Regions from separate parts of the Mus musculus genome. Here all the other regions are linked to region 1. Evidence: chromatin contacts called from public Hi-C and HiChIP or PLAC-seq data. All regions are on one chromosome and are shown on one strand. The core of a region is the stretch at or near the end of the contact, and the rest is flanking DNA. Distances in the headings are between cores, read along the strand shown.

The links. Hi-C and Micro-C count contacts between places; a contact is called where the count stands out from the background. HiChIP or PLAC-seq counts read pairs in DNA pulled down with a chosen protein or histone mark.
Region 2: a contact with region 1 is called in an H3K27ac HiChIP or PLAC-seq map of embryonic stem cells, with 2.5 times the contacts expected there. The contact joins the promoter of Prokr1 here to the promoter of Anxa4 in region 1. A contact is called at or near these places in 2 of 115 datasets of contacts at active chromatin or transcription factors (embryonic stem cells and pancreatic cancer cells).
Region 3: a contact with region 1 is called in an H3K27ac HiChIP or PLAC-seq map of bone marrow-derived dendritic cells, with 2.7 times the contacts expected there. The contact joins the promoter of Bmp10 here to the promoter of Anxa4 in region 1.
Region 4: a contact with region 1 is called in an H3K27ac HiChIP or PLAC-seq map of bone marrow-derived dendritic cells, with 2.4 times the contacts expected there. The contact joins the promoter of Gkn3 here to the promoter of Anxa4 in region 1. A contact is called at or near these places in 1 of 39 promoter capture datasets (the C10 cell line) and 1 of 115 datasets of contacts at active chromatin or transcription factors (bone marrow-derived dendritic cells).
Region 5: a Hi-C map of myocytes shows a contact between it and region 1, with 3 times the contacts expected there. The contact joins the promoter of Antxr1 here to the promoter of Anxa4 in region 1. A contact is called at or near these places in 2 of 484 Hi-C or Micro-C datasets (the N1E-115 cell line and myocytes) and 1 of 115 datasets of contacts at active chromatin or transcription factors (embryonic limb bud).

Annotation. Positions count from the first base shown.
Region 1 is chr6:86,790,197-86,796,010 of GRCm38.p6, reverse strand. Anxa4 (annexin A4) reads left to right here and starts at 2,427. Exons shown (of 13, transcript NM_013471.2): 1 at 2,427-2,502.
Region 2 is chr6:87,588,221-87,594,034 of GRCm38.p6, reverse strand. It overlaps Prokr1 (prokineticin receptor 1), which reads left to right and starts at 3,292. Exons shown (of 3, transcript NM_021381.4): 1 at 3,292-3,434; 2 at 5,029-5,658. The coding sequence starts at 5,174.
Region 3 is chr6:87,425,919-87,431,732 of GRCm38.p6, reverse strand. It overlaps Bmp10 (bone morphogenetic protein 10), which reads right to left and starts at 2,739. Exons shown (of 2, transcript NM_009756.3): 1 at 2,367-2,739. The coding sequence starts at 2,700.
Region 4 is chr6:87,386,344-87,392,157 of GRCm38.p6, reverse strand. Gkn3 (gastrokine 3) reads left to right here and starts at 3,223. Exons shown (of 6, transcript NM_026860.1): 1 at 3,223-3,364; 2 at 4,742-4,795; 3 at 4,973-5,107. The coding sequence starts at 3,323.
Region 5 is chr6:87,332,714-87,338,527 of GRCm38.p6, reverse strand. Antxr1 (anthrax toxin receptor 1) reads left to right here and starts at 2,753. Exons shown (of 18, transcript NM_054041.2): 1 at 2,753-3,231. The coding sequence starts at 3,086.

The sequences.
Region 1 (5,814 bases), core at 1,178-3,677:
TGGACGCTGCACCTAGTTCTCCTCTCTTACTTCTCCCCCTCTCTCCACATGGCTCAGGGTCCTGTCCACTCTGACACTGGCTATGCTCTCCCACATACCATACCTATAATAAACTTACTCCTCCACCATACCTAGGAGCTGTCATGTTCTTTCCTTATTATTTTTTCTTTTCCTTTTTCTTTTATTTTTTTCATTCATCTGCTACTGAAACCTGGGCGTGACATAGATGAGTTCCCTCCCCTAAGGAACTCCTCCCAATCAAGCCTGCTGCTGATCTGACTCTCCTAAGGTATGCCATCCAGGAGGGTGCCTGACACAGGTCGGGACAGGCAGGATGCAGTGAGAACATGGCAGCCAGCGTCTGTTAAGTAACTTGGCCATTTGTTCTGGGCTTGAAATCTAACAGATATGTGTATTTATTTTGGTATTTAAAAATGTGTATGGGTGTTTTTGTCTGTATGCATGCATGCCTGTGCACCACTTGCATGCCTGATGCCCATGGAGACCAGAGGAGATTGTTAGATCTCTTGGAACTGGAGTTAAAGATGGTTGTGAACCACCATGTGGGTGCTGGGAATTGAACCTGGGATCCTCTAGAAGAGCAGTCTGTGCTCTTTTCATTCATTTATATATATATATTCTTCGAGACAGGGCTTTTCTGTGTAGCCCTGGCTGTCCTGGAACTCACTCTGTAGACCAGGCTGACCTTGAACTCAGAAATCTGCCTGCCTCTGCCTCCCAAGGGCTGGGATCAAAGGCGTGCGCCACCACTGCCTGGCGCTCTTCTCATATTTATAAAAAAATTATTGTTTTACTTTATGTATACAAGTACTTTGTCTGCAAGTGTGCAGGTACATCATGTGTGTGCCTGGTGGTGCCTAATTTTGATATCTTTAGTGTGAAGTCTGAGTCCTTAAGTTGAACAGCTCTATTCATTGTTTTGTCGCTCTGGGTTAGATCAGGTCCCCAGAAGTAAGACAAGATGCAGATGCCCTGTTAGTGCACTCCTGGGCATTCCCAGGAGAGCCTGCCATCTGTTGGAAGAAGTCGCATGTCACCTGTCAGAGCTCAGAAAGAGTCAAGACTCCTACTGGAGGTCAGCCCTTCCCTGATCCCAGACCTCAGATCCCAGATGAGCCTGGGTCAGATGGAGTCCTGGCCTTTGTTTCCCATAAAAGACTCAGGTGGGGACTAGCACTGAGTCTTCCCCGAAGACAGGTCTTCAATTCCCAGCAGCCAAGGGATCCTATGCTGGTGTGTAGACATACAGACAGACAAAAATCTGTACACATAAAATAAGTAAAATGCACACGTATTTATATGTAATAGTAAAAGCCTCTGTCTGTGGCTTCCCTACCTGGGCTAGGGCAGACTTTGGGAGAAGTGACATCAGAGGCCTGTGGCCTGGTTGCACTTGCTATAAAGATCAGCTTAGCTGTGGGCTAACTACAGTTCCTAGACACTAACCTTTATCCACCCCCCACCCCACCTCCCCTGCATGTAATTACTTTTAAAAGGATACAATAGTCTTGAATCTTCATTTTGTCCTTCCTATTACCATGATTAATTTTGTCTTCCCTTGTGGAAGCTTAGAAACATATAGACTTTGGAACATGAAAAAACAGGCCCAAGTCTAGATCAGCCTTCCTCCTCCTGACCCCCTCAGCCTTCCTCCTCCTGACCACACAATAAGCCACCTCCTCTAGCTACAGTTGCTGATACAATTTAAAATAATGACCACCTAGGTTTTGGTTGGCTAGAGAGCAAACACTGCCCAAAGCGACCCATTCTTTGTTAAATGAAATTGGAGGTTGCCTGTGGAGCCTCTGTTGCCTGCACCTGCCTCTGTTCTTCAAGCATTCATTATCCTTGTAGCAAGAGGCATGTGCCTCCGTGTCCAGCAAGGAGCCAGAACCAGGCTGGCTAGCAACCAAGAAATGCTTCAGTTGGAAGTTTAGTGGGAAACCCAGAGTTGCTTCTAACCCCGGTCCCAACGGTGACCTGTACCTGTCTCCGAGAACCCTTCCCCTGACTTTGAGGATTGCATCTGTCTTCTTTAAGGGAGGCGTGCAACTGCTGAGAATTTTCTGGAACGTATGTTATAATGTGAAAGGAGGACATGGACTGTGTCCTCAGATGTCACGTTCTGATTTTTCAAGTTACACTCTAGACTGGAGCGCCGAGGCCCCAAGTACGTTGTGCGACCCCAGCAGGACGCGAGGCTGAGACCCTGGGAGTCTGGTTGTGCAGGGTCAGGGTCCTGAGTGGGCTCGCTGTCCTCAGTGGGGTTAAAGGCCGAGTGCGTGATCTGCCTCAGGCCCCTCCTGGTGCTGGGGGCGATTCTCGTGCTCTAGCTGCGCTTCTCCGGGGAGGGACTTTCCTGTGGGCAAAGGGACAACCAGGAACTTGGGCTCAGTCTCCACCCCGAGACTGGGCGGGTCCTATCGGCCGGGACGAGGGTGTGGCATTCGCCGTAGTCTAGAGCCTTTCTCCGCACCAGAGGTAAGGGGCTTAGGGCAGTGGTCCGGACCTCCGCCGCGGGCTCTGGGGTCTGGGTGTGGGTCCTAGGCTCCGGGCAGGTGTCCTAGGCTCGGACCTGGAGATCTAGACTTCATTTGGGGAATCCTAGGCTGGGTCGCAGCTGGGGCCTGGAAACCTGAACTTAACCTCGGGATCCTGGGCTCGCCCGCTGTCCTAGGCTTGGACCTGGGAATCTTGGGCTCCTGCCGGTTGTCCTAGACTGTGGCTGGGGATCTTGGGCTCAGGGACCGGGTGCTGTGACCAGAGGCGGGTTCTTTGGGCCACTTGGCTCCGCGCCCTGGAAGCGTGAGGTCCCGGACCGGAGCAGCCACCTGGGAAACGTGGGGAGGAGCAGGCAGTGCCGCACGGTGCACAGCACTCCTGCAGTCCTTTGCTGAGTCAAAGCCCCCCCGGGACTCCGCACTGAGGATAAGCCACTGAGTTAACATTCTCTGAAGCTCACTCCAGCACTACTTGTGTTGCCTTTTCTTTTTGCAAGTAAGTTTGCTTTCTCGTCTTCTTAGGGCGCTCCTCGCCTCTCTTGTAGCGAACGGTCTCCACACAGTGCCTGGCGCCCAGGAATCATCTTATTCTTAGTTTTTATTCTGTGTCTGCCTGTGTCTACATTTTAACTTAGTCCTCGGTGCTTTGACCAGTTGGAGACTTTGGCGCCTAAGACAATTGGCGGTTTAACACTTTGCTGGCTCAATGTGCACCTCAAGGGTATGAAAGCCTCCATTTACTGGAGGAGCACTCTGGGCCTTAAGCAACTGCGCCTTTCATTAAAACTGGGCACTTTAGTGGATGGTGGAAGGATGGATAGGATGGCCGGTTGTTACCTATCCCTCTGCCCATCATTCCCAGACTCACTGTTTCCTTAGGTGGGAAGCAACTCCATTTATGGCCGTGAGTCCCTAGAGAACGGAGGAGAGAAGAACAAGAAGAGAGGACCAGGCATATATTCAGTTGATAGCGTGCCCCCAGCACACCAGAAGCCTTGGGTTTTATCCTTGGCTCCAAATAAATCAGGTGTACGTTTGCCTTTGAGGACAGTTTGGAGAAAATGACAGTCCCAACCCAAGCAACACCCTTTTGGAAGCTTCCCGTTTTAGATTTAAAAGGAATAGAATCTCATACTTCAGGACAATCGGTAGTTCAGGGTAATATTGGAGGGTAGTCTGGACTATTCGAGATCTGGCCTTCAAAAAAAGAAAGACCCAGCCAACAAAAAACCAAAACCAACACAAGAGTAGTAGGTAGGGGCTGGAGGTCTTGGTTCAAGAACACTCGATGCTCCCAGTACCCACTCCAGATGGCTCCCAACTGCCTGAAGCTCCAGATCCAGGGTGTCTGACACCCCATTGTGGGCTTGGAGAACACACACACACACACACACACACACACACAATTAATTAATTTAATGCTTTTGTAAAGAGTGTGCAGGAGAGGTTGAAAACTAGATTGAGATTACCACAGCCACTTGAGAGCCACTAACTTCAGTGATGGCCATTTTGCCAAAGCCAGTCAACTCAGCTTTCTGTTGATTTCAGGGCACACACACACACACACACACACACACACATGTACACTCACCCAGTGGTCCTAGAGACACAGAGCTATTAGGGAAAGGGTGATGATTTCCTCCTAGCTGGAGTCCCTGCTTTGGTCAGGGATCTTCTTTTTCTCTGAAAGCAGTCTGGAGATTAACAGGTCAAGCTGTGCCTGCCAGCCATCAGTACCCACAGGGTGAGCCTCTTGGTCCTCCCTCAGCCATCAGTGCCCACAGGGCAAGCCTCTTGGTCCTACAGCCCTACATCCCAGGGCACATTGCTTTGTCTGTGACCAGCCAATCCTTTCTTTTCCTGATCTTGCTTGCATAGTTGTAGGCTACCCTGATCCTCTCCAAGAGAGAGCAAGGTGAGGGGTCTGCACTGGAGATGGGTCATGTGTCAGGGAATGGGGGAAGCTACAGAGTGAGTAAGCAGATTTTTCTTTAAGTGTCAGTTTCACCCAATTACTCAACTAAAACCATGTTTTACATTTAAATTGTAGGGAAAATTGGGAGGAGAGCCCTTAAAAGTGTATTCTTTATTTTATCTTCGAATTTGAGATAGGGTCTAAGGTAGCCCAGGCTGGCCTCAAACTTCCTGTATAGCCAAGGATGTACTCGAACTTCTGATCCTATTGTCTCTGCTCCTGAATGCTGGGATTATAGATTATAGATTATTATAGATTATAGATGTAAGGAACCATGCCTAAGCTTATGGAGTGCAGAGGATCCAACCCAGGGCCTTGTGCAGGCTAGGTAACTCTCCCAACTGAGCTACGTCTCTAGCCACCAAAATTACATACCTTTTAAGCTTTTTTTTTCAAAGAGGTGTTGCTTGGGTTTGGGGCTGCCATTTTCTCCAAACCTTGGTGGTTTGTTCTCTTGCAGTATGGAGGGAGTTTAACAGGCACTGAGATGGTCTCCTCAGAGTGTCTTTGAGTAGTGATCAGCTTAATCACATTATTCTAATTCTCCTCAGCCTGGAATGGGCTCATAACCTGGTCCAGTTGAAGATGCAAGGCTTCAAGTCCCGGCCCTCCAAAGTGAGGTGAGGCTCAAGTCCAACTGAGACTCTGGACTTGGTTCACAGTGAGCTGTGGATTCCTGGCTTCTTAACAGAGTCTTGATCTGTGTTTTTCTTTTTGCTTCAACGTTCTCCGTGGCAACGTGCCATGTGAAATAGAGTTGACCGAGGTAGAGCCGGGATGAGAATGTAACTCTGCTGGTAGATTGCTTGCCTAAGATCACAAGACCAGTGGTTCAATCCCCAGCATCCCCTGCCTCAACAGAAACCTGAAGCTTTTTTGATCAGAAAAGGGAAGCTGTAGTGTGTGCGTGTGGGGGTAGGAATCAATGGCTCTTAAATTCCTGAAGGGCTTGGCATGTGGGCTTGGGAATGAGTAACTCCTTATGATAACGGGTATTTGCTCATTGAACTTGAGAAAGTGGCTTTTGGGACGCATAGGGAGGGTGTTAGAGCTGCTGAGAGTTCTCACTGCAGAAAAGGCCTGGGCAGAGGCTCTGTAGAACTGTACTGATAAAGCTATAAAAGATTCCTAATACTTCCTCAAACGTCAGGGTTCATCAAGCTCCCCTAGAAAGTCTAAATACTACTTAGATCCTTGCCCCATTCTTGTTTGCCTGTTTCTAAGACAACAGCCCTGACTCTCCTGGAACTCACTATGCAGACCAGGTTGACCTAGAACTCATAGAGATCTGGCAGCCTCTGCCTCCTTAGTGTTGTG
Region 2 (5,814 bases), core at 2,043-4,542, 800 kb before region 1:
AGCTAGGAAGACCCTCCTTAAATACGACCATTTGAGGTCAGAAAACCCACCCTAAACCTGGGCCACACCTTTTTGAGGCAATAGGACAGTCCAGAAGGCTGGATGTCTCAGCGAGTCTTCAGTATAAGCCAGAATCATAAAGAAGTATGCTGCAATGCCAGGAAACCCAGAGCAAGGGTGAAGAAGCAAGAGCAAAGTCTCCTTCCCTGTCTCCTGTAGCGGTCGTCTGTCCATAGACAGACATTATTGGATGAGCTGGACCACAGCCTAGAAAACACTCCAATACACCCCTCATATACGTATATGTGTGTATGATATATATTTATATGATATATACATTAAAGTATTTATATGGAAAGAGAGCCATTCTATTAGTTTTATTCCTCCAGAGAACCATGACTAATACAGATTGTGTGATAACAGGAGTGGGGTGAGTCTTCCCACCTCAAGTGATCTGGATTCAAGGTGGGTCTTCCTAGCTCAAACGATCCAATTAGCTAAAAGCCCCTCACAGTTGTGTCCAGAGACTTGGGTTTTTTGTTAATTCCTGATATAGCCAAGTTGACAACCAAGAATAGCCATCCCAGCTGTCTCTGCCCATTGGTAGCCACATGGTGATACACCAAGTCCCAGACGCCAGGTATGGAGATGCAAAGTTTGGTGTTTGCTCTGCCGGAGTTTCAGTATTGCTTTATCATTCTTTACTGTCCCTCTTTGGGAATGGATATGTTTACCCTATGCCGTTGTAAATTAGAGCTATACAACTTAAACAACAAAAACAGGAGCTCAGGAGCTCACACTAAAGGGATTGCCCAGGTCTTAGAAGAGACTGTTAGAGACTATGAGGACTTCTGAAGTTGGGGTGGTGAATACATTTTGTTTTATGAGATGGCCACGAACCTTTCCTCTTTTTTTTTTTTTTATTTATTTTTTCCTTTTGGTTTTTCGAGTCAGGGTTTCTCTGTGTAGTCCTGGCTGTCCTGGAACTCACTCTGTAGACCAGGCTGGCCTCGAACTCAAAAATCTGCCTGCCTCTGCCTCCCGAGTGCTGGGATTAAAGGTGTGCGCCACCACCACCTGGCAGCCATGAACCTTTGAGAACCAAGCATGGAGTATTGAAATTTTAAAGTGATATAATTGGGCATCAAGTTGGGTGGTCTTCTGCTGGTTACTCACTCTTGCTGTTATCCTGATGGAATTTAGAATTATCTAAGAGACAAACCTCTGGGCATGCCAATGAGGATGTTTTTAGGAAGGTTTAACTGAGGAAAGAAGACTAGTCCTGAATGTACACACCACCATTCCACAGGCTGAGGACTCCGAGGAGTGACTAGGAGAAACTAGCTGGGCACTAGTGTTTATCTCTGTCTGCTTCCTAACTGCAGATGCAGCTCAACTGGCCGCCCCACACTCCAGTGGCCACACCGTCCCTGCTATGGTGGATTGCATCCTTTTTTTTTCTTTTTCTTTTTCTTTTTTAGTGCTATTTGTTTTATTTTTTCTTTCTTTTTTAATTTATTTTTTATTAGATATTTTCTTTATGTACATTTCAAATGCTATCTCGAAAGTTCCCTATACCCTCCCTCCGCCCTGCTCCCCTTCCCACCCACTCCCACTTCTTGGCCCCGGCGTTCCCCTGTACTGGGGCATATAAAGTTTGCAAGTCCAATGGGCCTCTCTTCCCAGTGATGGCCAACTAGGCCATCTTCTGCTACATATGCAGCTAGAGACACAAGCTCTGGGAGTACTGGTTAGTTCATATTGTTGTTCCACCTATAGGGTTGCAGACCCCTTCAGCTCCTTGGGTGCTTTCTCTAGCTTCTCCATTGGGGGCCCTGTGTTCCATCTTATCGATGACTGTGAACATCCACTTCTGTATTTGCCAGGCACTGGCATAGCCTCATACGAGACAGCTATAACAGGGTCCCTTCAGCAAAATCTTTCTGGCATATGCAATAGTGTCTGGGTTTGGTGGCTGATTATGGGATGGATCCCCGGGTGGGGTAGTCTCTGGATAGTCCATCCTTTCGTCTTAGCTCCAAACTTTGTCGATGTAACTCCTTTCATGGGTATTTTGTTCCCTAATCTAAGGAGGAATGACGTATCCACTCATTGGTCTTCCCTCTTCTTGATTTTCTTGTGTTTTGATTGCATCCTTTCTTAACCTCACCCTTACTTTGACAAGCCGGTTTTGTCCAGTGTTGGTTACAGCAATGAGGAAAATAATTAATACACGTGGCTTCAGGGCTGCCCACACTGTAACAGAATTTGCAAACATCTCTTTGAGGCCCTGTATTTATTTGATTTTTTTGAGACCCTGTATTTATTTGATTTTTTTGAGACCCTGTATTTATTTGATTTTAAGGAATTACCTGGAGTGGAGATGCTGGGTGGTAGGGAAAGCCTTTTTTTTTTTTTTTTTTTTTTCTTTTGAGGAAGCATTGTACTATTTCCCACAGCTGCCACGCCATTTTACACCTCTGCCACTGCACACGAGAGTTATACCTGTTACAGTTCACACACATTGAAGGCTTAGTAAACTGCGAAGATATGCACACACTCCTTTGTTTTCTTTGTATCAGTTGATTGACATTGTGTTGCTTCTGCCCTTTGATGACAGTGACTAGAGCTGCTGTGGGGATCGGTGTACACATACCTAAATTCCTGCTTTCAATTTTTTTTCCAGTCGTGTATTTTAGATGGGATTGCTGGCTGCATGGTGATTCCTATTTAACACTTGGAAACCTGGTCATGCTGCTGAGCAGACATGGCATAGAGGCTTCCTTCCTGAATCCATTCTCCAGAAATCCCTAAGAGCTTACCACAGAGGCCAGGCAGCAGACAATGCTCTCAGCTGAGGGCTGCAGAGATAAGCCCAGGGGTGAGGTCTGAGCGCTCCCAGCCAGGGAGAACAGCAGGGGAAGGGATTCTCTGTCCTTTGAAGGCGCCAAGCTCCCGTGACCAGTCCGCCCACTCGGGCGGCAATGGGCCAGTGAACTCGAGGTGCCAGGGGCTCAAGAAAGGCAGAGCCTGGTCACACCATGCAGGGTCGCCTTAGAGTTGGTGCTCAGGCGACACACGGAGCCACACATTCTGCATCCTGACACTTCAGCATCCTCAGTTCCACTCGACTTAGGGACCTGTCCCCAGAGTGAGGGATAGAGAGTGAAAGATGGGAACAGAAGGGAGAGGAAAGTGGAGAGACAGCAGGAGGGAGATCACTGAATATGGGCGGGAACATCGGGGCGGGGCGGAGACAGCGTGCTGTGGGCGGGGCTGGCTGGCCTTAGCCTCTGCTCAGTGTGTCCGTCCGCCGAAGTAGTAGGAGGCCAGCTGCCACTCGAGCACGGAAAGACCCTCAGAAGACAGAGGTGCTCCTAGCCCTTGCTGCAGAGCTCCGGAGGAGCGTCTGAGATCCTCGCTCTGGTTCGCAGGTACCGACAGCCCCGGAGACGCTCTGAGAACCACGTGTAGAGGGTGGACGGAGCCTAGACTGCCCGCTCACAGCCTTAGGTGAATGAAGAGGGTCCTTGGGGACTGCAGCCCCAGCAGCAGAGGACATAAGGTAGTGGGCTGCTCCCCAGGGCGAGAACAATTCCAGGAAAGACCAGGGGACAAGTCCTCCAACCGTCTCTCTCTCCTAGGCGATTCTGGACCGTTTCTTTAAATCCTAACTTTGAGCCGAGCTGGCAGCATGCTTGTAGAGGTACCCCTCAGAAGGGATGAGCCTGGGCTCCGGGCAGCGTCTGCTGGCCTCTCAGCTCTGCCTTCTGCCTCTTATCTAATGGGAGCAGAGCTGGGGGGGGGGGGGGGGGCTGAGCTGACCAGGAGAGAAGGGCAAAGCCTACGAAAGAACTGTGAGAGGGCTCAGGTGGGACGAACCTCCTGGGGTGCGGAGGGACTTCAGCCCTGCCCCCTTATCACTGGGCAGCAGGCTTTTGGGGCAAATCTTGGGGACAACTTACTTCCTCCCTTTCCCAGGATCTCAGATTGAGCAATTTTATTTCCTTCTGACATTTAGGGTGTACTCCAGACCCCGATCTTCTCCCATATCCAGTTCCCTGGCCTGATGCCTTGGGAGAGGTGTAAGGAAAAGTCAGGAGGGAGATTCACTACTGACAGACCCTCTCTCCCCATCCCTGCCCTGCGGGATGCTGGTCTTTAGTCCAGGATTCCCTCCCTTCCTTGCAGCTGGCCTGGAGGCCTGAGCACTGACTTGGGTGGTTCTGGGGCATAGCACTCACTGCCTCTCCAACAGCTCTGATCTTTACAGACAGTATCGATCTGCCTGGAGGATGTTAAAACCCTGCGTGTTTAAACTGAAAACCGTGCGTGTTTAAGCTGTTAACCTGAGGACACACCTCTCACCAAGGGGTTTTGCTCTCAGGTTTCCCTTCTAGCCCTCTGGGTTAAGTGACAGCTTGTGACTGTGACCTTCGACTAGGACGAGCCTTGGCACATAGTGTGCCAAGCTTGTAGAGCCACAGCAGGTTTTTGACAGGGACACAGGAAGCTTGCAGAAGCCTTCCAGTAGGAGGGCTCTGTAAACGGAGGCTCCAGGTTCGGTTCTCTGTGTTCAGGGCTCTGTGAATTTGCAGTTGTGCTATGCTGAGCCCCAAGACGAGTCCTTTCTTTCCAGCTGTGGGAAGCAGCTATTGCTACCTCAGAATGGGGCTGTCCACAAGGACAAAGTTCAGGTGTTCACACAGGGATTGGGGTTTAGGACAGGCCTCCTCTGCGTTCCACCGTCTCACCCTCGCAGCTTGAGGAAGAGCATAGCTTTTTGGTTTTCATTGGAGTGGAAATAAATGGAGCTGGAGCCTGTCTTCCCGGCCCTCCAGCCTTCCCCGGCTGAGTGGATATGTGGTTTGCATTCTCCTGGGTTCTCTCACTGGCCCTTTCTTCCACTCCATTATCTGTGTGTGCCGTGAGCAGGTGGCTAATGGGTCTGCATAGGTTTCAGGATGATTTTAAACTCATCCAAAGTTCCCTCCAACATGTAACCAATTGTGTGTATGTCTTTCGAAGGTTGAAAATGGAACTCAGATACCGGGTCCCGCAGATGCTGGCTGGAAAGATCTGACTCACCGAGGGAGAGCCAAGTGCTTGCAGAGAGGAGTCGTCAACCTTGCGGATGCCAGTGGGACTGCTCCAGGGGTGTGCACCTGCCTAGATGGAGACCACTGTCGGGGCTCTGGGTGAGAATACCACAGACACCTTCACCGACTTCTTTTCTGCACTCGATGGCCATGAAGCCCAAACCGGCTCGTTACCATTCACTTTCAGCTACGGTGACTATGACATGCCCCTGGATGAAGAGGAAGATGTGACCAATTCTCGGACTTTCTTTGCTGCCAAGATTGTCATTGGCATGGCTTTGGTGGGTATCATGCTAGTGTGTGGCATCGGCAACTTCATCTTTATCACTGCCCTGGCCCGCTACAAAAAGCTCCGCAACCTCACCAACCTGCTTATCGCCAACCTGGCCATTTCAGACTTCCTCGTGGCCATCGTGTGCTGCCCCTTTGAGATGGACTACTATGTGGTGCGCCAGCTCTCCTGGGAGCATGGTCATGTCCTGTGCGCCTCTGTCAACTACTTGCGTACCGTCTCCCTCTACGTCTCCACTAACGCCCTACTGGCCATTGCCATTGACAGGTGAGTACCACACAGAGGAACAGAGAGAAGGGGGTGTTGGCCTTGCCTCTCCCTTTCCTATAGTTGCGTGCTGATGACATGTGACTGTATTACCCATAAATGGGAACCATGGGGACTCAAAAGCCTACTGACTGGACATCTAGTGGTAGTCAGGGC
Region 3 (5,814 bases), core at 1,490-3,989, 640 kb before region 1:
TAGTAAATTTCTCACTTTAAAAAAACCACTAAAACTAAAATGCCTTCCTTTTCTGTACTGTGAGCCTTCGAGGACATTCTTCCGATTCTTGAAAAGAAACCCATCTTGCCTCATTCCCGCTTCCACCTTTGGTCTCCCCCTTGAGACATTGGTGCCTTCAAGTCTCTCTATGCACTTGCTGTCATAGAAGATCAAAAGTGGGAGAGCAGGCTCATTGCTCCTCCGCGAGAGAGGCAGTTCCCCTCAGGAATGGAGGAAGCCTTGGGGAAAGTGGGCAAGCTCACTGTTGTGGTGGAGATGGGGGTTTCAGTGGCTGTTTACACTCGGAGCACTTAAATTATACAAGTTAAATATATGCATATTTCTATAGATGAGCTATACTTCAGTGAAGATATATCTTTTAACAAATAAGCTCACATTCAGGAGGCTTGAACAAGAGGGCTGTGAGTTCAAGCTCAACCTGGCTTACAGAGTAAAATTTTGTCTCAAAAGAAATTAGTAGTTTATAATTTTTTTAAAAAATTAAATATGAGTATTTCAAGGCCAGCCTGGGCTACATGGTGAGTTCAAGACTAGCTTAAAACAAGACAATACAACACAACACACACATACAAACCAACCCTTAACTAACTAAACAAAACCACCCACAATTCTTTGCATATGTGACAATAGATCATGGAGAAGTCACATTTCAGGGCAAGAAAAAGAATGTCCTTGACAGCTTTCACACACCAGTGGTTCTGCAAATTGTGTGGCTGTTACGATGACCCCTACAATGCACATGTCTAACCTATGCTAGTTTTGCATCAGAAGAGATCAAACCAACACGCGTTGATATGAACCAACCATATCTGACTTCCTAGACAATATAGAGGATGGAGCCAACATAAGAAGTGAAGTCCCATTTTCCACCCTGCATGTGACACTGGTTCCAAGATGAATTAGGTTTGGGATCCTCTGGGTCTTCACCTCGAGCATGGTACTGAACAAACACAAGAGGTGAGTATGTGGATGACAGCAGCCAGCAGGGAGAGCCTGCTGAGGGGACACAGGTCCTCTGCTGCCTGAGTCTTCCTCTAGGCTGGCAGAGGTGCAAGGGGTGAGTGGCTGGGTGTCTCCAAGTCTGATCCCTCCCCATGCATCTCCTGTAATGGTAAGCTAGGTCATATCCTCACCATTGTCACCTGCTCTTCCATGGGAGAAGTAAGAGACAAAATCGAACAACGCATTCCCACCATGCCTGAACTAGACCACATTCTCACCATGCCTGAGCTAGACCATGGCTCAGAGCAGCAATCTGAGGCAGGCTCCTTGGGAGGTTGTTCTTTTTCTCCCAGACTTGCCTCCAAAGAAATCTGAAATTTCAGTTTGCTCTTTCCACCCGCAATATGTTACTAAGTACAAATGGCGGCCATAGGTTGAATTTTTAACAGCAAATACTATCTTGGTGTCTGAGGAATATCCTCTCAATGTTCACTCCAGCGCCTAGAATATTAAGTAATTCATTGAAAGTCGTCATGGTTTGTCCAGCATTTCCTAACCATGCACCCTCTCTTACCTAGAGCTGCCTGTGATTCCCTCATCTGCGCTAAGCAGCTTCTGCTTACAGGAGGAAGTGGGTGCTCCAATCACTTACGCTAGTTATTCACAACCTCCCAAGGCAGCCAGCTCTCAGCGGTCCTGAGCTGTTTTGTGCCACTGCCTTCTGCTTCCAAGAGCTTCCAATGAATAATTTGAAATATGTGTATCACTCTTCATGAAGACACAGTCACAATCAGCTGGGCCTGCACACTTCCTGGAGTCTTATTATAAGCAATGATTATATGGATTATATGAATATGGGAACATGGCTCATTAAACACAACACACTATGAGAAGAATCTCCCAAATACAGTTCTGTTCTATCAGGACACTGATCAAATGAAATCAGAAATGAAAACTCGCCCAGAGTTCGAACACACTAAAAAGCCCAAATTTCTATTTTTTTTAATTGTTTTTGATCTAAAAAATAGTTGACTAATTCTTATCAACACCAGATAGAGATCGAGTCCTGTCTAGAAGATGGTAGAGAAGATGGAAGATCAACATTTACGTTTTTTTGATATATGGTGTCCAGGTTAAAATGACATCAAGAACCTGTTGTGATATCAGAATGATGGGTATTCTGTGGGTTTTCATTAATAGATATTTTCCAGCACTTTTGGAGTTCTGGGAGGATCGTGTGGTACAGTCGATGCACTGTGTCCGAGCCATGCGTTTCCACGAGTGCATCCTCTCCCACATCACCCCCACAGGGACATTTCCTTATTTCTTCCTGAGAAAAGCCAAAGCCAAAGCCTCCCGTGTGTACGCACAAGCCAGCCTACCTTCGTTCTTGAAGCTCCGGATGATGTTAGCAGACGGCATGGAGGTCCGGTCTGTGGCGAATTTGTTGTAGAGCTCCAGCATGTACTCTGGTGGATCCACTCTGCCCGTGTCCTGCACAGGAATGTCCGACAAGTTCAGCGTCTTGAGAAACTCGTTCTTCATGCTCTGCAGCAGTGTGTTGAAGTCAATACCATCTTGCTCCGTGAAGATATCATCAAAGAAGGGCATGTCTTCTTCCAGGGGCGACTGCTCAAGGCCCATAATGGGGCTGCCAGAAGCCGAGTGAGCCACCAGGCAGAAGACGGCGCTCAGCGGCAGAACCAGAGACCCCATGACTCTCTGCTCAGCTCCCAGGCCAACCTAGGAAGGCTTAACTCCCCTGGGCTGTAACTGGCAGTTTTATCTTGCGGAGTGTAAATGTCTTGTGTCACTGGACACGACACAAGTATGGAAACTCTTCCTCTGTCTTCCCCTCCCCCCTCCTCCGCCTCCTCCCCCTTTCCCCCTTCCCCCCTTCCCCCCTCCCCACCAAAAGTCAGGTTGCAGTAATTGGATAGCAAAATCCCCTATAGGGCCTAGCCTCTCTTATCTTCCCAGTGTAAACTTGTACACCAGATTTCATTTTTATCTTGCAACCCCTTTTTCTTTTAATGAGCATTTTGTAAACATTTCTACATTCTGACACTGGCGAGAGATAGGACAATTTTGTCTTTGCAAAGGCTCTGCTACCCTTCCCTCCATTTAGCTTCCTTTGGTAGGAATGTCTGGATTCCGGGCTTATGGGATTCAGTTTTGCACGTGTGTATGACAGATGTTAAGACTCAACAGAATGCAAATCATTAGTGATGTGTGTTGATTCACGGATGGGGCTTACATGTCCAAAGATGGACTAAATAGCCAATAACTCCAAGTTAAGTAGACATCAATGACTCATAAACAAGTTTCGAGGCATTTGTTTTTCGAAACAGGAAAGAATGAATGTCACGGTCATTGGTTTTGTATTTTTTATAGATTTGATCAGGCTGAAGGTAAGCCAGCGACCGACTACAGTCAGTTTCGGAGTGTAGCATATTGAAGAACTTTTCAGAAACCATCTAATGTGCTTTGTCTGATAACCCTGTTTTCATCCCTGTCAGGTGCATAGACTCCGAGGTCCCATGGCTGGTCAGAAGCCACTGACCTGTGCAGTCATGAAGCCTCGAGTTAAGCCCAGGCAGTCTGGTTATTGTGGAACAGAAACTTCCAGACTTTGTAACCAGGATTCCAATTAGACCAGGAATGGACAGCAATAGCAACTAGACCCCAGCCCACCTGTACAGGGGTAGTCAGTGAGGAGGCGGTGTCTGGATGCGGATTCAGGTCCTATGTTTGTTATTTACTTGACCAAAACCTCTGCCAAGTTCACCTTCAAAACTAAGTCCAAAACTCCATGGGCTTCGCAAACAGCATCACGAAACAGATGAAAAATGCCAAGCATCTTGGGAAGGGGTGGGGTGTGGGGCTGGTACAATTGAGTGTGTGTCCAGTTTAGGAGTAACAAGCCAGGCTGACCATTGAAGCCATGCTAATTGGTGGCAGCGGGAGGTGCTGTCACTTGGCTCTGTAGACAGCTCCAAGGGGTTATCTCCTGCAGGGACAATTATAATGGAATTTCTTCTGCTTGCTCGGTGCGTTCCCTGTACAGCCTTCAGTGTGTTCTGAGGACAGTGCCTAAACCATTGGTGCACTCGGATACCCGCTTAGTTTCTTGGCTAAGCTTTTCTATTCTCTCCCTAACAGGCTAGCTAAAGCATCCCCATTTACCATTCTCACCACCAAAGTTTCTAGTCACCATTGGATTCTTTCTCCCCTTCCCTAGATTTTTACAGTAATTTTTAAGCTGTCTTAGGAAGGATTCTATCTTTAGTAGCTGCTGATTGTCTACTTGTCTGGCAGTTGATTGAAATCCAGTGTTTTGATGGCTGTTTCTGCTTAAGTAGCACATGGCAATTGCAGATTGGAAATAGATCGAACCTGAGGAGGTGCACACATGGGTGGGTCACGGTCCCACAGCCCCACAGCCCAATCTACTGCTGATGCATTTTTAACACGAGGTTCCAAAAAGCATTACAGCAAGCCTCCTATATCATGTGCTGATCAGGACAAGCACCTGCCTATCTGCATACACACACACACATGTCAACGCACACTCCACAATTCTGAATGGCAGGCAAGTACGTGCAACTGCCACAGGACCTTGGAACACGTGGCTGCACTCCAGTTCCTGGGGTGCACTGATTTCAAAGGTCAGAGGACAGCACACACACACACACACATACACACACACACACATACACACACACACACACACACACCATGGTTCTGAGCTCATCACACCCCATGCAGAAAAACATGCAGTAGAGATTTCACTGGTTTCCCTTGGTTTGGTGACAGAGAAGGTAATAAACTAAAGAGTTAGACGATTTCTCCAACAACGTGTTAGTATCTCCAGCTGGTTAATTGATTTACTAGGAAAACGAGAGCAGTTCCAGCCCACTACCTACACCATCTTGAATTACAGGCTCAGGGAAGGTCCTTACGCACCAGGCCCGTGATGCATGGACCAGGAAGAGGCAGGGCTCTGTGCATGCATGCAGGAAACAGCAATCACCTCTGTCTTCTGCACCTGAGATGCATTTTCGTTTTGATGTAGCGTCTCTTTATCAGGTAAGTTTCTCTAGAAATCTCTTCCCAGTGACTCTCACCTGACTCCAAAGGAGCTGAATGTCCGTCCCCACACGACTTCTGTTGTTTCGATTTTCCTCTATTATGAACTGATCTTATCATTTTGCATCCCACACCTTTGGAGTATGTTATAATCATCATGAGCTAAATGTCACTTTTCCTGCTAAGCCAACTATATAAAAGTTATAGTATTTTAGGGAAAAGAGGACAAATTATACTTTCTGCTTTTAAGCTGGTGCAAACTCTTCTGTGTTTAGTTTCACAACTCTACAAGCTGGAAGGATCAAGTGTTGAACTTCTTTATTGTCTTAGAGGACTTGTTTAGTCCAAGATTAGATACAATGGACAACATCCTTATGATTTCTGCCATTCCTGTGAATCATGGTCAGACTGTAAACAACACAACCGGTAAATATCCCCTGACTGGCATGAGGACAATGGAGTTAGGAGCCCCTGAAGATGGTGCTAGGTTCTTGGAGCGATTCTTCCTTGAATCACACCTTAAGATCGAGATATTCCTCTGGCTATTTACTCAGATATGATTAAGACTTTGTGATACATCTCAAATGTAATGATAAAAACACTTAACAAGCTATATGGTGGGTTTGTCTGTTTTGGCATATGGCAGTAGAAATATTTCATTTTTTATGTGTTTCTTTTATGTTTCCAGCAGATAGATATTGTTACACACACACACACACACACACACACACACACACACAC
Region 4 (5,814 bases), core at 1,974-4,473, 600 kb before region 1:
GTCAGCATCCAGACTGCAGCTGGAGACTGTGAGTCACCGACAAAGGTGTTTCTGGTTTGCAGTGGGCACCGTGTGTATCCAGAAGATCAAAGTGTGCCGAACAAACACCAACAGGACCAGGCATCCGGCAAAGGAGTCTGGGTCCTGCCAAGGCTCCAGGATGCAAGATAAAGGGCAAACAGCATTGCTGATGCCTGGCCTTTCTGGCCTTCCCCTTCACCTCATACTCACAAGTTTGTGGACAAAAATATTAATGATGTCTCTCAGATAACCTTAATTGAACTGTAGCTGGGGTTACAGAGAGGGCTGTAATATTCATATTTTAGTTGCCTTCCTTGTTCACATTGATTTCATTATTTGCCATTGACTTAAACAAATATTTGCTCCTTGTTATTTACTGCTAAGAATTCCAGGAAACACAAACGTGGTAGCTTAGGGTTTCTATTGTTGTGGTTATAAAGCACTGTGACCAAAAGGAACTTGAGAAAGAAAGGGTCCCCAGGCCTTCCCCATCAGTCTCTAAGTAAGAAAATGCTCCAGTGGGTTTGCCTCCAGGCCAGTCTTACAGGACATTTTCTCAGTTGAGAGTCCCCTGCCCAGATAGCTCTAGGGTTTGCCACACCAAACCAAACCAAACCAAACCAAACCAAACCAAACCAAACCAAACAAAACCAAACCAAACAAAACTAACCATGACATATGGATAATGCGTCGTGCATAAAATCCACTTATTCAGCCATTTAGCATATGAATTCCCGAATATCTCCTCTGGTGCTGCAGTTTTACCAGAAAACACAACAAAATTTCTAATTTATGAACTTGGCAGTTGAGTGGCATAGGTGTCCAATTTAATGCCCTGGTCACACAACTATACAAACAAATGAAACCCAATGGAAACATGCACACAAGGGTTACAGGCAAGGAGCTACGCTTACAAGGAAGACATTTGCCTGGGAGTGAGGCAAGCCTAGAGATTGGGGGTGGGGGCGTATAGTATCCAAACATAAATCAGAGAAGGCAGAAAAGGATGAAATTAGGGTGTCCAGTCATGAACAGGGGGCCTAGTCAGCAAAGCCAGGGCGGCCCATGGGCAAGACGGAAGGCCAGATGTGCTCAGTGTATGTGATAGACTAGAAAGTGTCTGAAGGCAGAGGCAAGGGGCAGCAGTAGCCAAGTCATACTGAGGACCAGAAGAGCTTGAGGCATGTTGAAAAATCATATGTAAACTCAAAAGGAGGTACTTTCTAAACGTCATCTCAGTGAACGTGTTGCTCAGTAAGAGGCCAAGGTTGAACAGATTTGGCCACTCCTCCTGACACATGGTTAGTGGCCTTTGCAAAACTGAATGTGGATAGATTATTTAGTCACCAGCTGAACCACCATTATTTAAAGTAGCAGTCCAATGCTCTTATTTTAACTCCAGTTGCCTGAGGTCTTTTATTGTTAAAAATATCATAGCTTCTTTTCATCAGTCAACAGAGACTCCATTTAGTAGGGAGTGAAACCCCAGACTGGTCTCACTGAACATCCGAGGAGAAAGTTGAATGACTGCTAGAGCCCCCTCGTGATGGATACTGGTGAAGGGCAGGGGTTGCTGCCTCTGCAAGGCTTTCTGATTCCCTGAGGCCATTTCTCTGCATCTCTTTACGGACTGGAGTCTCCTTCCTGTCTGGAGCCCTAGCTAGGTGTCCTCTCATAGATCTTTCCAGAATGGAAGCTCATTTGGGATCACCTGCTGGTTCTCCCTCTAGGACATAGCTGCCTGTAGTTTGGTTTCTCTGCTCCTTAGCATAAGAGGAGGGGTACCTAGCTGCCCATTGAATGGCTTCTGCTCCCCACTTGAAGAGAGACTCCAACGAAATTAGTTGTTCACACAGTAACCCTTAAACACAGAAGACCTTGGGTGGTGGCATAGAATTAGAACCTTTGCCCTTTTTGATCTGCAGCTGAATATAAATTAACTCTAAAGGACATTGTGGTTGGAAGGAAATACATACAGTTTGATCCTTTGAAGTCCAGAAATTCGAACTCACATTTTAGCTGTGCAGTCATAGTACTGGCTAGTGCAGAGGTAGGAGTTGAATGTGATTGGCACCATTAATCTGTCTTCATTTGCAAAATGGTTAACAGCGCAGTTCCTCCCAACCCACACCACTGGCACTACAAAGCTGAAATCATGACTGTGGTATTGGCCTATAAGTTCTATTTATAAGGCACATATAAACACATGTAGTTATATTTCCTTGTAATCTTCTGTAATCTGTTTTGCTGACACAGTGGTGGCTGAGTATGTGGGCCGTGTGTTGTTTTTTATAAAGTATCAGGAACACTGCAGATGGGATTATGGTGTTATCTCAACCCTGAGTGACCTGGCAGTTTCCAAAGCCTAGCTATTTGCTCTTCCCATAGCCAAATTGCACCGAGCCCAGTCAGGGCTGAGCTGCCTGCCTGCCTTCCTTGCTCTGATCACGTTGATGCCCAGGGTCATCTCTGTAATCCTCCTCTTGAAAGAAATGTCTGACTCTAGGGAATTGAATTTCATCCAGACGTCTGGGGCGCCACCAATCAGAGCTTGAAAAAACAAGTGTGTGAAAGCCCTTGAATTGGTGCTACTGTGTGAGGGTCAGAGTTCCTCATGTCTCAGTAGTTCTGCAGCAAGTCAAAGGTTTTGTTTGGTTTGGTTTGGTTTGATTTGGTAGAAAAACTACCCTGAAATGAAGAGGCAAACCAGAAAATCCACATTAGTGGGACCAAGCATCAGAGAGTTCACTGGGACCTGAGCTACGTCAGACAGAGAGGGCATTGAAGAAATGAATAGAGATGAAGTTGGTGGAGGCAGAGGGTGCAGAGCAAACTGTGTGATCTGTGTTTGGATGAGGAAGGGACAAGACTGTTTGCCAATCAATAATCTTGTAAATCAGTTTGTCTCTTGGGTTTTATGAGGTTTCTTCGACCCGCTCTCACTGTTAGGAAAAGAATACTTTTCAGAAATCAAGAAGTTCAAGTGTGATCCCCTTGATTTTGTATCAGCAGCTTATAAGTCCTTACACAGTGGCTCTGGGGTCAGGAGTACACGAGCCACAAAGACCTATTCTTATCCAGTGTTTGCCTTGGAACCTGCCGAGCTATTGAGAGAAAGAAAAACACTCGGATCTAGTAAAAGGAAATGATAACCGTAATTACATAACTAGCTTTCCCCCTAATGGTTTCTGGATCGTAGATAACCAGTCCCTGAGCCCCTTATCATAGTGAGACCTGAGAGGCTGAAGTCTATATAAACTAGACTTGGGAAATGAACGGATCATAGAAAATTGTATTATGCATGCCGTTGCATTCGCTGGAGAGAGACAACATGAGACGCCTTGTGAGTACATCTTTAACTTTGAATGTGGAGCATATATATATCCCAGTCAGACCAGCCAAGGAGGTCTGGATCCTCCCTGCCCCAGGAACTGTTCAAATCAACCCAGGCAGAATTTTCAAACGATGATTGGGTGTGCAATCTTCTGTTGGCACTTCTGTTTTGGAGAATCTGAAGGAAGGGTGTCCTCTAATGGAATCAATAACTAATTTCTTAAAAGTCAAGACTCTTTGGAGGCCAGGTAGATACTCATATGCTGGAGTCTTGTCTGCAGTGGTTTTCCGTATTTACAAATTGCCAGTGGGGAATAGCTTAGATGCATGTGGGGCCAGCTGGGATAGAGTGCTTTTTGTCCCTCTGGCTTTTTTAAGACAAGGCCTCATTCTGTAGTCCAGGCTACTTTGACTCGCTGTGGCTTGTCTCAGACTTTCCAAATCCTCCATCTAAGTCTCCTGGGTGCTGGCATTCAAGGCAGGCACGACCACATCCAGCTTTCACTAAAGCAGCTTCACCCTCTGCAGCTCTGTGTCTATGGCAGCTGCGCTGCACTGCACTGTGGTGATGATAACACTGTAGAATAGCCGCTTCCTTTGACTTTCAGGGGCCCCGTTTGTTACTGAAGCCAGATGCCGACTTTTCATGGATGTTAAGAGAAGGGAGGACCCTGCCAGTCCCACTTGTCATGATGGGTGCACTTGAGCTGGGCCAGCCTCAAGTACACAAGAAACTATGGCTAGCTTAACCCAGCCCCCTATTCTTTTATTAATGTCTGCTGCAGAAAACTCCCTTGATGGGCAGAGCACACCACATAGAGGAACTGAACAACTTAAATATTTTAAGGCCTAGGTACATTCTAACATAATTTCCCCCAAAATAGTATGCAAATAACAGTGAGTAGCTTTCTTCTTAGGCAAGGTAAGAGAATTCAGAGGAAAGGAAGCCTGGAGGGTGTCAGTTTCCAGGGGGGATGGAGGGTGGGCAGAGGCGGAATAGGGCTGACTGTGAGATTTGGGGTTTGGATCAAGAGCTGGAGTAGAGGATGTGCCCAGCCCTGGAAGTAGAGAGGTAGCACAAAAAGGAAGAGTGGGAGGCCTGAGCTATAGTGGTCCAGGCTGATCCTACCCTGTCAGGTTGGCTAAATCTATCCCAGTGATTGACAGTAGAAGCCACATAGGAGTGTCCTTGAGTGACTGACAAAACCTTGCCTCCTGAGCAGCAGGCACACCCTGTGTGAACACAGTAAGCTATAGTGTCCTGACACACCTGGGAACTCTGCAGGGATGGAGGGAGGTGAAAGCTGTGGACCCCAGCAAGGCAGCCCTGGAGTCTAAGCTCATCAGAGGCCAAGGACTAAGCACAGTGACCTTTGTTCCATTTCAGATTGCGCCTTCCATTCTTGTGACTGTCTTTCTAGTTCCAGCTCTGGCGCTGACGGTGAGTATGGTGGAGAGGGTCCAGTCTACCTATGTCTTTTAGCAGAAACATTTCAAAGATAATACCCAGGGGTATTATTCCTGTAGTTTCTCATGGATTCCCCCTTAACCCTGCACAGGATGAGCAGATAGACACTTGGGGCCACTGGCTTTACTCATTGTTGATTGCTCCTTCTAGAACACTAGCGACAGTTATCCTCTGGATGGCTCTGTGGGGACCCAGACCATCCATGTCGATGCCCTCAGAGGTGTGGTCAGCATCCGAGACAACAGCGTTCAGAGTGAATGGGATGGAGTCATGGACTACAAGAACGTAAGATGTGAAACGCACTTATTACAAGGACAAGAGAGCTCTTAGGTCTGCTCCAAATGGAAGCCTTTTCACTGTCTTCCTCAGGGACTGGGGTGTGCTATAGAAGTTGGTTTGTCTTCTAATGTTGACTTCTAAAGGAATGCGGCTATGAATCACCACCTCCTTCAGTAACGAGGCCCCTTAGGATGACACATAACCAGGAAGAGTAACCCTGTGACTTAGCCGAACTCTTTAATAAAATCTTCTGTGACCGCGGAGAATATTTTTCTGTTTAGCGTGCCTCGGTTGCCAAATCTGCAAAACAACTCCAGCAGCTGCCTCTCCTACCTAGTGGGACTTTAAAGGATGGAACGAAGTCACCACCCAGCCTCCCCACTCAGCCCTTTGCCACCCAGGTCCTCCTCACTCTGTCACATTCTCTCCAGCACACTGGAAGACTCAGAATAGACACAAGGTGTCCTCTCCACTCTCCCCGCGTCCGCTAGGTTATCTTCCCCTAACGCCTTCTCTCTCTTCACCTCCCTGACTCTTAACTTCCCAAGGAGATTCCCTGAATCCTCCCGGACTACAGATTGCCTCTAATGGATGCTATGAGAAGCCAAGTAAAAAAAAAAAATTCCTCAGGGAAACATTCCACAGTAGGCCACTAGGTGGCGCAAGGAAGGCAGAATTACTGCTAGAGCCCAGGTTCTCAACTTTCCCATTAG
Region 5 (5,814 bases), core at 1,504-4,003, 540 kb before region 1:
CTAAGAGGGCTTTGGGCTGGTGCATTGGCTTGAACCATAAGCTATTTTATATCACACTTCCTTGAAGCTAGACTCAGCTTGGCTTGGGGGCGGGCAAGTATTAATGTTCCTGAGTTGAACATTTCTGACCATTTCTGGGCTGAAGCTGTAGATTGTCTGGCCTCTGGGATGCCCTCATGGCGTCTTCCTGTAGCTTCAGAGCTTGGACTTTGCTTGATTGTTAGTACTTTTGTTTATCCCACCACCAAAGCCAATATGGCTCAGATTCTTCAGAATTCTGTTGTTCCAGAAGATAAGTTGTTTCTGATAAATATTCTCCTGACCCTTCTGCACAAAGTGTGTGGTCCAGGGACTAGTGAGAACCTATAAATAGTGGGCTTAGGTGACATGAATGTGACATGAATGTGTTAGAATTGTCTACATTGTTGGCAACTATCTATAAGAGAAACAATCTAAATTTTATTCTGTCTGTACTGTCTGGAGTCCTTCTTAGAGCCTTTGTCAATAATCCAAGTAGCATGTTGGTACCCAGTGAGATTCTGGGAAGATTACATAGCAACATGAGAGAGTGATGAAGCACCTAGCAGGTGTCTGACAACTTGGCTGAAGCATCATGGGAGGAAGGAGTCCACAGGGAGTGGGTCAGTGAGAAGCTGCCACTGCAGTCTGAAGGCAATTTCTCTAATCTCTTGAAAAACAAAGACTGGAGATTTCTAGAATCCTTAAGTAGTTTTCCTATGTCAGACAAAACGTCCGAATAGTCAAAAACTGTCTCCTTGTTCTTTTGTGACCTGGCACAGCACAGGATTGAATCACTTCCTCCTCTCACTGTAAAACTGACAATTTGTTAATGTCAAATGGTAAATGGAGGTTTCCCAGGGCTTATTCTCCTGATGCCCACAATACGTGGACTGTTGAGACCCTTTCACACCCTAGCTTTTACTTGTGTAGCTGGGGGAGGAGGATCGAGAAGAAGAGGATGAGGAGGAAGAGAAGGAGAAGGAAGAGGAGGAAGAAGAAAAGGAGGAGGAGAAGGAGGAAGAGGCAGAGGAGAAGAAGGGAAGGAAGAAGAGAATGGAGCAGCAGCAGCAAGCTGGAGATGATCCTCTTGGATCAAAAGGCCTCTGCATAATCTTGACAGAGAGGCATGGTAGCTAGTACACTCCAATACCCGAATGACTCCAGCTACTTCTCTGCCCTCTCTAGGGCCACATTTATCCTAAGGTGTGTGTGGGGGGAGGGGGGCACACTCTTCTACAATCCTCACTTCTCTGTAAACATTTTGAATGAAATTGCCCATTCTGGAACCTAAGCCTCTACCTGTTCTATGCAATGGTGGGTTTTGGCCTTAGGGAGCTCTATCAGCGACCTTTTGCTCTCTCCCAGGCAGACCTTCTAGACCACCCCCAATCCCACCCCATAATATTCTCAAGGCATTTCTCTGCCACCCAAACTCTTAAAGAGCTCAGAGGACACCCAGGACATGAGAATGAGATGTTCTGAACTGCTAGCTTCTCCTGTCCCTTGCTTCCCTGTAGGGACATGTAAACCCTATCCTCCAGGCTCAGATCACTTCCTTTATTACACTGTCCCCAAGTTCCTCCTTGTCCTGGACCAGTGCCCCTCACCCCCTAGTTTTCCAGCCTTCATTGGTCCAGCTGGCTTCTGTAGAGATCCCCTCCTCTTTCTTATCACAGAGCTTAGTGGGGCCAAGATGGGTTTTCCTTGTTTGAGGCAGTAAAAAAATTATAGAAAAAGCAACTGTAGTCAGTTTGAGTATTTTTACTTCTCCTAATTATTTTTTTTTTCCTGCAAACAGCAACTTCAAAAATGTGGGTGCTAGTAGGTGTTACCTGAAGACAATTTTATGAACAAGCATGCCTGGAAAACTGTTAAATCAACTTTCTTCCTACAGAAATTCTCCAGTGTTTAAATTAATAACAGGCATGTATTAGTTACCTGTGATTGAGTAACAAACCACCCCCAAGCCAGCAGCTCAGAGCACAGGCAAACACTGCTGCCTGCTTTCCAAGGTTGGGAGTCAGAGGAGGGCCAGGTCAGGTGCCTGCTTGGGTGTCAGAGGCTGCAGTCACCTGAAGGCTTAGCAGGCACTGGAGAATTAGCAGTGAACAGTTAATCCTCAAACAAGTCACCAGGGTTGGTGTTACCACAAGACTCCCTAAAACGTGGAGATGCGGACAATCTAGATGCCTTGGCTGTTCCAAACCTCAACAACTACATTCGGTGGCATTGTCTGTGCAGATTTTAACCAGAGCCCTTTGTGATCTGCAGTAAAACTATGTAAGATCAAGCCTTGTGCTTCATTTGCACAAAGGCTCCTGTTTGCAAAGTCCTGGCCTGGAGTTGGAGTCACCCTGCTCGAAGGAAATGAGTTTTCATCAAATGTTTACAGGGACTGTATCCGCAGATACAGAAGAGCAAAACAGAAAGAAGGCATGGGGGTTGGGGGATGGTTAGAGAGGATGAAGACCTGGCCGTGGAAAAGTTAAGAAAGGAGACGAAAAGGAAGGATTAATTAAAGGCGTGCACCTCACCTGAAAACTCTTAAGATTTATCCCCTGCCAAAAGTCCCCACCCAATTCCGCCCCAGCCAAGGTCTAGGGGACCCCAACATTTTCGCCGCCCTTGGCCACAAGATGGCACTCTTTAGACTTTTTCCAAAAAAAAAAAAAAAAAAAAAAAAAAAAAAAAGAAGGGAGGGAGGGAGCAAAGACACCGCACTGCCCCAACCAAGAACAATTTGAAAACCCACCCCATCATACTTAAAATCTAGGACAAAGAGCCATCGGGACGGAACTGCTTCGACTGCAAAGCTTCAAGCGCAGCCTGGGAGCGGCCTGGTGGCCCTATCCCGGCAGCTCCACACAGCAGAACGCCCTGGGTCCCTGAAACTCGAAACCCGGGCTCAGAACCAGCGGAAACCAAAGCGAAATCCTTGAACTTCTCTGAACAATTGCTTCCGGGCGTTTGCTGAGAGCCGGGGGACCTGACCGGAGCCCAGGCCGCGTATGGCGCGCCCCTGATGTCACACGGACGCCAGCGAGGCCAGCGCTCCGGCTGCAGCATGGACCGCGCGGGGCGCCTGGGTGCGGGCCTGCGGGGACTCTGCGTGGCTGCACTCGTGCTCGTGTGCGCCGGACACGGGGGCCGCCGCGAGGATGGGGGACCAGCTTGCTACGGAGGATTCGACCTCTACTTCATCCTGGACAAGTAAGTGCCTGGAGGATGCTGCTCTGGGGCGGGCGGTCCCTAGGGCGCACCACAGCTGGCCGCCGGTCCTCAACTGCGGGGCGTCTGAAATGCTTAGCCTGCTTTCTTTGCTGTCTCTGGCCCGGAGCTTGCGAGTCCAGGGAGGATGCAGTTGGCTCTATTTGTCTTATTGCTTTCCAATCTTGGGAGAAGGAATTGCAACCAGAAGTAGAATTTGCAGACACTTCCAAAGTTGGAGACGTGGGTATTCTTCAAAATTAGCCACCTCTTTTTACAAAATGTAAAAATGCAGTCTTTGTTCTCCATGGCATGATGCCTGTTGACCCGGGGCACTTGTGGAAGTCCAAGGCACGGATTCTCCACCTCTGGGGTTCCAACTAGTTTTTGTGCAGACTTCACCATCCGCTTAAGGGCTCTAAGCACCATTTCTGCCCCCTACCCTATAGACAGAAGCCAGCCACAAGGCCACTCTTCCGCCTGATTGGTGTTAACTAAAAATGCTTTCAAATGCTGGCAAATGTCTCCAGCACCCCTTGCCTTCAGAACTGAGGTGTAGATCAATTTGGGCTGATGGTTTTTGACTGATGGGCTGCCAGGGAAACCAGCAAGATTACTCCTTACTAAAAGGAACTTTGCTTAAGGAAGAACTGAGTTAAGTCCAGTTCGACACTTTCCAGATCCCCACAGGGTTTGCCAAAGCCACAGTTACTCAAGTAAGCTTCATGCGCTCTGCTGAAAAGCGGCTACAACAATAAAAAGTGCCTCAAGATCCGGGCTCCTTAGATCTGTGCCAGTGCCAGGAGAGGCGCTTGCAGCTACAGTGGTAGGGAGGTGAATTTCACAGACTGGAAAGTATTTGGGACTTGGAACAAGAGTCCTGAAAAATAAGCTGGCCGCTGGACACCAAATGTGCTTCACAGTTGCTGCTGGGGCTTGATTTTTTTCCGTAGAGGCTGTTTTGAGCTCCAGGTACTTTGGATTAAAAAGCGAGGTCTCTTTCTTACAGATTTACGAGAAGGTGGATACTGAAAATTCAGGGCTGGGCTAAGAAATGGAAAATCTTTTGTGCCTTTAGCAGGTGGGAACTGGAGCCCCTGCGTTGGGGAGCCTCTGGGACTGTGTCTGGAGGCAAAGGTGCTCCCCATTGTGCCCCTCTAAGGGGACTTGGGGGCTGGATCTGTGCCTCAGTCAGCAGGATGCTATAGAACGTATAAGCCCTAGCACCACAAACCCCATAAACTCACTGTGATGGAGGTGGTGCATGCCTGGAAGCCCTGCAGTTGGGAGGAGGTCAAGGTGATTCTGGGCTCCTAGGCTACGCAAGGAGTTTGACGCCAACCAGGGTTGCCTGAGACTGTCTCAAAAGACAACCAAACAACACCAACAAAAGCCATAGCCCAAGAAATCCCAAGAGACCCACGGGGCAACTTGAACAAACAAAAGCATCATTTCCCCAGACCGAGGACTGCCTTGGTGCTGTGAGCATAACCTGGTGGCCTAAATCTATAATTTGGACTGAATATTTTGGTCCAACTTATAAATGGAATTTCTTCAGGTGATGGAAGGGATTCAGTAGAATCATCTTTGGATCATTTCTGAAGGGGACACAACTAAGTCAAAAGCTAGATTTTATTTTATTTATTTATTTATTTTGGAAAAAAATAGTGAAGACATGCTTTCTCTGCAAAAATTTAACTGTACTAGAAGGCACATCCCTGAAAACGGTTTGGAAAAGTTCAAAGAGTATGTGGACAAGGACTATCCGTGTAACCTTAGGCTTACATCTTATAGAGAGTGACAAGGACACAGAAGCTAGGAAGAAGACTATCAGGGGACGGTGGCGGGGGGGGGGGGTTGAATACATAAGCTCTGTGATCTTCTGGGCATGCAGATAGCACAAGTGAGATACAACAAGTTGCTAAAGCTTTTGCAGCCTAATTTACTCTCTGAAGGGCTGGTCTTGGGGTGGAAAAGCTAATTAGAAAATAGCTTTATGATGTCTTAATTTCCAAAGAAAACTATATGTTAAAGCTAATATTTGAACAGAAAGAGTCTGACTCATTAGCATTTAAAGAGGTGGGGACGTGAGGGGACAGTGTGTATTGTGTGGCAGAGGCTTTTAAGGCATTTCAGTGTGCAGCAGTGGCCACCTGTGTCCTGTCTTGCTCAGGGCAGTGTGAACTGGTATTCTTTGTGGACTTGAACTGCATGGTAGAGTTTTCTAGAAGGTCAGAAGTGCTTCATGTTCCTGCTAACCAGAACAGTAGCTACTTGCCGTATGTGCCCCCCCCCCCCCGTGCAAATGAGGACGTGAACTTTTAATTTTGTTTAAATTAAATAGTCACATGTGGCTGCCACATGAGTCGTGCAGATGAGAAGATGCATCGGCAGAAAGCATCGTGTGCTCTTAACACGGCGAAGGTTCTTCTGTTTCATCCAACACGTCTTTATCTTAAGGGGGAAAAATGCATTAGAAAAAGACTCCCTTACTGGGAGTCTATGGTAGTGCTATTTACAATAAAAAGCTGAGAATTACCTAAATGTCCAACAATGGGATTTAAGTAAGACATGAAATATGCAGAG